Regions from separate parts of the Mus musculus genome. Here region 1 is linked to region 2. Evidence: chromatin contacts called from public Hi-C data. All regions are on one chromosome and are shown on one strand. The core of a region is the stretch at or near the end of the contact, and the rest is flanking DNA. Distances in the headings are between cores, read along the strand shown. Region 1 overlaps Fanci (Fanconi anemia, complementation group I). Region 2 has its middle 10 kb from the start of Gm31510.

Region 1 (5,028 bases), core at 1,730-4,229, 180 kb after region 2:
TCCACCAACTCTTCTCATTGAGAAAGCTATCGTCATGCAACTGGGAACTCTGGTAACGTTCTTCCATGAGCTCGTGCAGACAGCCCTGCCATCAGGCAGCTGTGTAGACACTCTACTGAAGGGCCTGTCCAAGATCTACAGCACCCTAACAGCATTCGTCAAATATGTGAGTTTCTTGGGAGATAATCAGGTCCCACCCACCTTCTGTTCCCACAGGCCAGATTCACAGTGCCTCTGGACGAAGCTCTTGCCCCGACATCATCAGCAGTGTCGTTTTCATTTGATTGGTACTTTGCAGTGTTTTCCACAGGCGGGGGGAAATAGTTGTTGGCATTATCTAAGTGCTCTTTGCTTGGCTCTGACGGAGAATGGAGCACTGGTTGCACATACACATTTCAGGTCCTCAGTGAATTCAGAAGCGGACAGGAACTGGGTATTGTACGCACATGAACATGTGAGCAGTCTAGACTAAGTTCTTAGGCAACACAGGCAGTGTGGTCATCTCTGGACTGTGCATCTCCAGTTGCCGGCTATGGCTGCTAAGCTACTGTGGTGGAGACATGGGGAGCCTGTCCTCTTTGCTGGCATCTTAAAAGGATAAATGGCACTCGAGGATAGATGTATCTCCTAGATACAAGGATTCTGTCTGAAGGAGCCTTAAAGCAGTGAGCTGGTCAGGTCAGATGCAAACCTGCTGTTGCCTCTTGTCTAGGAAACTAGTGTGCTCCAAGAGGGACAGGGAAGCTTTGTGTCTTGGCTTTGCTATGAATGTTCCTCTATAGTAAAAGCACCAAGACAGACTCCATGGCTGATGGATAAATCTAGGGATTTTTTTGTTAGTATCTCCAGGTATGTCAGAGCTCCAGAGGAATTCCAAACACTGTGGAAAAACTGGTAAGTTGAGATCGGCTTCCCTAAGGATGGGGGATGTTTATTGCTACGGTTACACTCATTTCTTTCTCCTTTGCTACAGGTGAAGCTGTCGGGCTCTCATCTGACCCCCGTATGTTACTCTTTCATTTCTTATGTACAAGTAAGTGATTTGGAGACCGTACCAAATAATCCTGAAGAGATTAATGGAGGGGTGGAGAGATGAGTTAGTGGGACCCAAGTTAGGTTTCCAGCACCATATCAGGTGGCTTAGAACTGCTTGTAACTCCAGCTCCGAGAGATGTAACTCTTCTGATTCTGACTTCTTTGGGAGAAAAATACGAGAATATTTAAAAATAATAAAAATCAATCTCTAAAGAAGAAAAAGGCTGGGAAGTGGTGGTACAGGCCTTTAATCTCAGCACTGAGGAGGCTGAGGCAAGTGAATCTGTGAGTTCAAGGCCAGCCTGGTCTACAGAGTAAGTCCTAGGACAGCCAGGGCTACACAGTGCACAAAACCAGTAATAAGAAAAGGGACTATGTTGCATGTCCCAGGAGCTGCTTGGGCACCTGGTGTATATAAAGTCTACATGTCATAAGCCAGAGATACCTAGTGTTTTAGGGTTTCTATCGCTGCAACAAAACACCATGATCAAAAAGCAAGTTGAAGAGAAAAGGGTTTATTTGGCTTACACTCCCAGATCATAGTCCTTCATTGGAGGAAGTTAGGACAGGAACTCAAACAGGGCAGGAACCTGGAGGCAGAAGCTGATGCAGAGGCTCTGGAGGTGAGGTGATCTGCTGGCTTTCTTCCTGTGGCTTACTCAGCCTACTTTCTTATAGGACCCAAAACTACCAGTGTAGGTGTAGCACCCCCACAGTAGACAGGGCCCTTCACCAGTAACTATACCAGTAACTAAGAAAATGCCCTACAGCTGGGTCTTATGGAGACATTTTCTCAACCGAGGTTCACTCCTTTCAGATAACTCTGGCTTGTGTGTCAAGTTGCTGTAAGACTAGCCAGCAGAACAGTGAAACCTATCTCTATTCTAGAGATAGGAGGCATTTGGTATACTTCTATTTGGAGTACAGAAGGAACAAGGCAGCCTTGGCTCATTTCCGGGTGCCTGCAAGTCCATGCATTGGGCCTCTTTTTAGTGTAACAGCATCTGACACATGGGAGGAGGCAGGGTCAGGTGCCGGAGGTGTGAGTGCAGCAGCACTTCAGGGGTGGAGGGCAGGGGTTTGTTAGAAATGATGTCATGTATAGATCCTCAGAGACTGTTTGCCTGCATGCATGGTGTGGCCCAGGCTAACTTGACATTGGCTTCTATCTGCCTGGGGATTAAGGAAGTATACTGCCACACCCAGCTGGATATTCTGGACAAGCTAATTACCCCTGGTCCTTTTCTCTCTTAAACGCTTGCAGACATGTCCTCTCACACTTCAAACTTCGTACATTCCCATGTGGACTCCATTCTTTCAATCTGTTGTTTCTGTAGGATAGATACCCTCCACTCCTGAGGTCTGGGTCCCTCGAATCTTTTCAGTTTCTGTGTAGTGCAGGCTAGTCTTGAACTTGAGATCCACCTGCCTCAGGTCAAGTTCTGGAACTATAAGCATGCTGTCATACTCAATGCACACACCCTTTGAGAGGGCCCACTTTGTTGCTCTGGCTAGCCTAGAACTATGTACTTGAGGCTCTCTGTACAAAGGGCATGTGTCACCACGCTCAGCTTATCATTTTTGTATGAGTTTATGGTCACACTGACTTCATAAAGCATCCTGTAGAGACTCAAGACAGCTGTGAGTCTTGGTCCTGTTTTAGTCAGCAGTTATTGGCAGTGCACAGGTTTACTTGGAGACTCAACAGGGTGCCACCTCAGCCACAAACCGGAGATGGGTCCCATCCCATGTGTTCAGGTGAAGTCCCTTCTTAATACAGGACCTTACTCTTTACCCCTGCTTCCTAGGACTTTTTCTACCAGCACCTCCAAAACCTTTTCGAGCATAACACAAGAATCAACCTGTGTACCTTCTGTGTAGCTTCACCAGTACAGTCTCTCTGCTTTCAGAAGCTTCCTTGCCCCTACTCCGCTGCTGGAAAGTTAAAACGGAAGCCTTTTAAGATGAAGGTTTCCTGTTTCACTCAAACTGGGTGGTTTCTCCCATCTCTTCTTAGATCTTGGCTTTCTTTTGCCCTGTTAGTATTTTGTTGCTATTATTTCAGACAGGGTTTTTACAGTGTAGCTTTCTGCCTGTCCTGGGTCATGGTCCTGTAGCATGACTGGCCTAGAACTCAAGGAGACCCACCTGCCTCTACCTCTTCTGTGGGACTAAAGGTGTACACCAATACCAGTTCTTCCTGTCTAAGAGATTCATACTAGTTACAACTCAAGGAAGTGTCTCTGTGACCCTTTATAACTTCCGAAGTGTAGTGACTATATTGTGTATAAGATTACCTCTAAGACTGGCTGCAGACCTCTGCATAGCCCTAGTCAGCTGTTCCTGCTACCTTAATCCTATCTGTATAGTAGCTTAGTGGCTACACTGATATGGTACTTCCAAGAATATACATACCCAAGGAGGCAGACATTCAAGGGATGGAGATATATATCTCACAACTTTTGTGCTTCCCAGATATAGCATCTTGAAGAATAAGACAATGTTTCTGTTTCTTTAGAATAAGAGCAGTGACGCCCCAAAGTGCTCAGAAAAGGAGAAGGCTGCAGTGAGCACAACCATGGTAAGCTCCCCCTGGCCACTCAGACCCACGGGTCTTGTTGGACATTAAAAAAGCAAGAGTGGAAATGGCGCTCCATAAGGGTCTAAGAATTGGCGAGTGCAGGAAGGGGGTAAAGTTACTATATTTAGGAAATGGGGCTGTAACAATTCCTTTTAGGATATACAAAGGCCTAGGCACAGGATGGTCCTCACCACGTGGTTTCTTAAAGGAAATAAAGCTAATGTCCAGAAGACCAGCCAAATAAGTTAACAGTGTATGTCATTGTTAAAAGTGGGGGTGGTGGCACTTATCTGAAGTCCAGGCATGAAGAGTGGGAGGTCAGTCTAAGTGACTCGGGAAACTACACAGTATACTCATTTTAGGGACTAATCTTAGCAATGTAAATTCATTTGACTATCAGAAAAAAGAAATACAGCATGTGCCAAAGTGGGTTCCTTCTTGAGAGATGCTACATAAAAACCTCAAAAGCCACTGAACCTGAAATGTCTTATATCTTTTTACTCTTAGGCCAAAGTTCTTCGTGAAACCAAGCCAATCCCTAACCTTGTCTTTGCCATTGAACAGTATGAAAAATTTCTTATCCAACTGTCTAAAAAGTCCAAGGTAAAAATGTTCTTTATTTCCACTCTCATTTACTGCTGGAAGGAGTCTAGCAAGCTCTGTGGCAGGCAGCACAGCTAGAGGTGGTCAAGGTGAATGTCATCTGGTAAAAGCAAAGGGTCCTCCAAGTACACACTGAAAGGACCTTCTGCTGTCCCAGGTAAACCTGATGCAGCACATGAAGCTGAGTACTTCTCGGGACTTCAAGATCAAAGGCAGTGTCCTCGACATGGTTCTTCGAGAGGATGAGGAAGACGAAAACGAAGAGGTTGGTGCCTACTTCTGCTATGCTTTTGGTATATATTTCTATGAAAAGTAGCAGACAAACTCCCCTGTCCTGGGGTCCTGTTTCTACAGCATTCTGGCTGGCTTTTACACCCTCCCTCAAGGTAGGCCCATTCATCACCTGAGCCCAATGTGGGTTCCATTTTAAGTTTGTAAAAGCTAGAAATAATATCAGTAGACAAGACCCAGTCAAAATTAGACATTTATATAAAATAATCTGGCTAGCCGGCTGATGCGGAGTTCCGTACATCACTGTGCCCCAGGCCGTCTGTAGCTGTGATGCTCCGGGCTCCCAGCATCTCGTCCATCTACTCAGGACGGAGTTCTAAGTCACAACCTGGGCAGCAGACGGGAAAGCACAACTGTTCCAGGAGTTTGGTGTTTGTTTTTATTCCCATCACCTTAGAACAAGGTTGTCAAAATTTCTACTCTCCCCTTCTAGGGCACTGCATCAGCACATACACAGCAGGACAGAGAACCAGCCAAGAAGAGGAGGAAGAAATGCCTGAGTTAATGTGACCTTTGGG
Region 2 (4,713 bases), core at 1,138-3,637:
TTTTCTTCCTCTCCTCCTGCTTCCTCTACAAAACATTCAATCTATATGTAAGGACCATTACACCAAACCCCATGTAACAATCACACACCATCAACAATGCCCAACCCGTGACCAATCCTGTTCCATCGCAATTGCACATCTTCATGATTTTGAGACAAATTGCTAAATTTTGATTCATGTCATCCACAATTATGTTGGCATGTGCCTCTAAAAACATGTAAGGGCTTTTTTTTTTTAAATCATTACAATTATAATAGACACCTCCATGCCAACCAAAATGGCAGCGTTCAGATTCCCCAGTCATTGAGGTATTTCACTGGTCTGTTTGCTTTTGTGCAGTCCTGGGATGAAACCAGGCCTCCCGCACACTAGTCAGGACCACTGGGCAGCAGCCTCCTGACTGTGCTGCTTTTAGCTCGACTGAATTAAAAAGACCCACACATGGCTGGCTTTCAGTTGGCCTGCCTCTTAAACTCATGTGTACAATGTCAGCAGTGTCCCTTCCACACTTTCCTTTGCTGTCTTGGTCATCTGGTGGCTAGGACATGCTTTGTGCTGTTTGTCACGGGGGTGTTAACCTGCACACCTAGTGAACCTGAACTGAAGGTAGGCGTGCAGCTTGGTGAATTTCCACAAACAAACTTAAGCAACACTACAGGTCAGCTCAGGAACAGGACAGCATAAATCCCAGAAACCCTCTCTCCCCGTGTCTCCTACCCTGGAGAGGTCACCTGACCATGTCACACCAGGGGTTCTTTTTGCCTCTTTGAACCCTTCTGGAAGTCAAATAGAATGGGTCTCTTTTGTGACAAGTTCTTTTGTTCAGCATTCTATCCACACTGTGCATAGAACAATGGTCTGTTCTTTTTCAGTGCTGTATAATAATCCACTGGATATGGATTTGCTTATCCATTGTGGTACCAAGGGACCTTTGGGCTGTTGATAGTCATAGGCTGCTATTTTAAATGATCCAACCATGAATACAGTTGTACATGTGTTTCTTTGGGTTCATACTTAGGAGTGAGATTTATATATGATCTTGATAGCTGGATTTTAACCTATTTTTTTTAAATCTTAATCTCATTGCATAGCACTGGTGCAACCTTAAGCACATAACTTACATAACTTCAACCACTGGACAGTTTTATCAGTATATGGGGATTACCACATTGGCTCCATGGAGATATGAGGGTTATATAAAGGTCTTAGAGCTACATTGGCTTTCAGAAAGTGCATTGTGAATAGCAGCTGGTACTCCGCCTTTCTTGTGCTATCTTCTTGATCTTCTTCATTGCTCTCTGCCTGTTTCTTAAAAGTTCCATTCTTCCAGGTTCAAGGGAATCTGACTGTGTTTCTCTTTAAAACTGACCTATTCCCCTGACTTCTGCTTTCTTGTATATGGATGCATTTGCAAAGTATTATGTTAAATATACCTGCAAATCTCTTTATCTAAAAAACTTGGTCTCTCTCTTGCCTTTCTAATCAAGACTCCATATTTGCTCTTTCATTTCCCTCTCTTTTCTTGACCCTGAAAATTACTATGTAGATTGGACTAGCCTTGAATTTGCCTTTTGAACTTGCCTCTGCCTCCTGAAAAATTACGGATATGTGACTTCACGATAGCCTCCCTCTCCTTTGAATACGCATGTTACCATAATCTCCACAGCCCCCCATCGGCTTGGCCTCTCTCTTCCTTGTAATTACCTTCAGACAAGCTTGGGGTCATCTCTGACCTTTCCTTTCTCCTTGTGTCCCAGCTTTAGTTTGTGAGGGACTATAGTCACATCACTGTGTGTATTGTGTGTGCATGTACCTGTGTGTGCACATGTGTGTGTGAGTGCATTGTTGTGTGTGCATGTGCGTGCAAGCGCATGTGTTTGGTGTTTCTGGGGATGGAACGCAGAGCTAGTGGCAAGCATTCTGTCACTATGCCACACCCTAAGCTTAACACATCCCTCTTTTTCTCCTGTACCTTTTTTTACTCCCATCGCCCTTGTCACTTCATAGTAAACTCATAGCCCACCATTTCTTCTACCTGGTTCCAGGCTGTCCCCTCACCCAAGGGGACTTACTGGGTGACCTAGACAAAAGAGCAGTGTTTCCAAGGCCAGGCCAGGCAAGCAGATGTTTGGCTTCCGGCATGGTGGCTTCTACCTGTTCCTTGAACTCTCTCCCCACTGAAACACCCACAGCAGGGGAGACTGCTTAAAACTCAGAACCACAAACACTTAAAGCCTCTGCAAACTGTCCTAAGGGCATTCAGGAAATGTATTAACTTTGATGCAAGAAAATCTGTTAAACCCCAGGAAGAGCAGTGAGGGTGAGTGACCCTGAGCCAAACCACATCCCGTCCTCCAAGTTCCACTCCAGTTCCAGGGCGGGTGAGGGGGGTGAGAGCGAGAACACAAGTGACCTCTTTTTCCAGCTCACTGCTGGGAGTGGGCGTCTGTATGGCCCTGGGAGGAGCATGTTGCAAAGGCTCCGATGAGGACAAAGTAGGCTGAGTGGCCTGCGGCGGGCTTTCTAGTCCTGCCGCCTTGCATAGGTGGGAGTTCTACTTTGACCATGGATGGTGGAAGATTACCTGGCGCTTTAGCCACCCAGGCCCCAGTTTGCTTATAGGGCAGAACTTATTCTGGAAGAGGCAAGCCAAGAAAACCCAGTCCAATAAGCAGTGTTGTCACTGAGATAGGGGAGTGCCACTGTCCCTGCCCAAGGTCCCCAGGCCCTAGAGCAGCCTACAGACTTTGCTGAAGAGAAGCAACAAACACAACAGTCTGGACCTCTTTAGCTGGGAAATGCTCCCAGAAACTCTAAAGGTTGTTAGGAAGTAATTAAGAGGAGCTGGGCACCCCTCTATTAGAACAAGCTAAAGTAGGGATGAGGGGAGAGCTTAGAGGTGCGGGTAGCACTTGCCTAGTATGTGTGAGGTCTTGGGTTCAATCCTTAGTGCCACATACACAGAAGTCCAACTGCAGACCAATTACAAGAGCATCAGAGAGAATCACGAGACGCATCAGTCAACCCCTCCCCCCACCTCCCGTGGAGCTAGACCCAAAATATATCTGCAAAAGGGGTTAAAGTTGACTGGGCAAGACTAGAACAATTTCTACACCAGGGAAGGATTGGAACCAACAGAACACTAAGCCACAGTGAAGGCAAACAGTCCGTATGATTCCACTGGCCAAGTTTAATAAAAAGGTAGCAAGGCAAAGGAGGCTTTTAAGACCTGTGTGGGCCAGGCACGATGGTATGGGTGTGGACTTCCAGGACTCAGGGAGGCTGAAGCAGGAGGATAGTGAGTTGTTAGAAGCCAGCTGGGGCTACATAGCAAGTTCCAAGCAACAAGAATACACAATAAATAGTCAGGGGTTGGGGCACATGCCTGCAATCCCCATACACAGGATGCTGAGGTTACAGGTCTGTTGCTAATTTGAAGCTATCCTAAGCTAGTTTCTGTCTCAAAAACAAAAAAACAAAAGACCACTGTCATCCCAAGGTAACTGCCCAAGCCCAGGTCTGCAGCCCTCGAGGAGTGGCATCTAAACCCAGCGGCTGTAAGAGAAAGAGACTGCATCAGACTTATCCAGCTAAACCACTCCACAGATAAAGTAGGCAGACACAATAACCACAAGTCCAGCCAGGCTTAGTGACCACACATTTTATCCCTGTACATGTCAGACAGAAGCAGGTGGATCCCCGTGAGGTCAAGGCCACTCTGGTCTACATAGGAGGTTCCAGGACAGCCAGGGCTACAAAGACCCTGTCTCAAAAACCAAAATGAAATAAAACCTAAAGTTGTTATATTACCTAAAATAGACAGTTTTCAGTGAAAAGTTATAGTTAACAGGGGAAAAACAGAAATCTGACATACACTGAAGACATGGAGGAGGAAGAGGAGGAGGGGGAAGAAGAGGAAAAAAGAGACAAATTCAGACTTGTTGAGTTTCCAGATAGCAGACTTACTAGCTTAAGACTCCAAAACAATGGTAAGACCAGACATCCTAGCTCCTCCTCCAGGACCTACTGAGTCTCCTTGACCTTCTCCTTCCCTTAACTTTCTGCAACCCACGAGATCTAGCCTAGGACCCACATACAGTGCCCTGGCCTAGTCTTGCCTCCCCTGCTTGCATTGCAAAGGATCTCTAGACTTTTGTTAGGACCCTCCTTACCAATCCCCTAACCCACAAGCCTCTCCTACAACACAGTCAACCTTTCCACCCAGTCAGATCTATCCCCACACCCCAGGCTTGGATCAGGAAGCCCCTCCTGTCTACCAGCCCAGTACCCTCTGTCCACCTTACTGTCCACTTCAGTCCATTTCCAATTCTAGGTCTGACATACCTGCGCATCCTCTCTCTGCCCCACTCTGCTCTGTCAATAACAGACTCAGAACCAACAGAAGTCCACATGCCCAGATCTCATTGCAGAAACACCAGCAGTACAGAAGATCAAGCCAGTTTCTTCTTTCCCAAACCTAGCAGTTAAGTTGAAATGTCTGCCAAGGAGAATTTCCTAGATGAATCCCAGGATGCAGAATTTAGAAGAACAATCACTAACTTCATCAGAGCATTCAAGGAGTTTAAAGAAGACTCAAGAAACAGCTCAATGGAATGAAGGAGAATGAGTTTAAGGGAAATACAGCTTAGACTGAAGCCCAAGAAAACACACAGAAAAGGCTGAGAAAAGCAACTAAGACAATCCAAGACTTGA

Evidence for each region. A called contact is a pair of places that touch in the nucleus more often than the background predicts.
Region 1: a contact with region 2 is called in a Hi-C map of CD8 T cells, with 3 times the contacts expected there. The contact joins two enhancer-like sites. A contact is called at or near these places in 2 of 39 promoter capture datasets (epiblast stem cells and pre-B cells), 5 of 484 Hi-C or Micro-C datasets (CD8 T cells, the HPC-7 cell line, embryonic stem cells and 2 more), 3 of 115 datasets of contacts at active chromatin or transcription factors (bone marrow-derived macrophages and embryonic stem cells) and 3 of 9 other capture datasets (adipose tissue, liver and pancreatic islet).

What each region holds. Positions count from the first base shown.
Region 1 is chr7:79,444,697-79,449,724 of GRCm38.p6, forward strand. Fanci (Fanconi anemia, complementation group I) reads left to right here. Exons shown (of 38, transcript NM_145946.2): 32 at 1-166; 33 at 841-894; 34 at 974-1,033; 35 at 3,554-3,616; 36 at 4,124-4,219; 37 at 4,377-4,484; 38 at 4,944-5,028. The coding sequence ends at 5,015. Polg (polymerase (DNA directed), gamma) reads right to left here. Exons shown (of 23, transcript NM_017462.3): 23 at 1,535-5,028. Among named protein-coding and RNA genes, the nearest start is that of Polg, 19 kb to the right of the region's middle. Within about 2 kb of position 2,980, at least 17 of the 459 cell types and tissues checked have an H3K27ac peak or open chromatin away from gene starts, as enhancers often do. A contact at or near this core is called in CD8 T cells, where this site is marked.
Region 2 is chr7:79,260,329-79,265,041 of GRCm38.p6, forward strand. No RefSeq gene overlaps it. Among named protein-coding and RNA genes, the nearest start is that of Gm31510, 10 kb to the right of the region's middle. Within about 2 kb of position 2,388, at least 54 of the 459 cell types and tissues checked have an H3K27ac peak or open chromatin away from gene starts, as enhancers often do. A contact at or near this core is called in CD8 T cells, where this site is marked.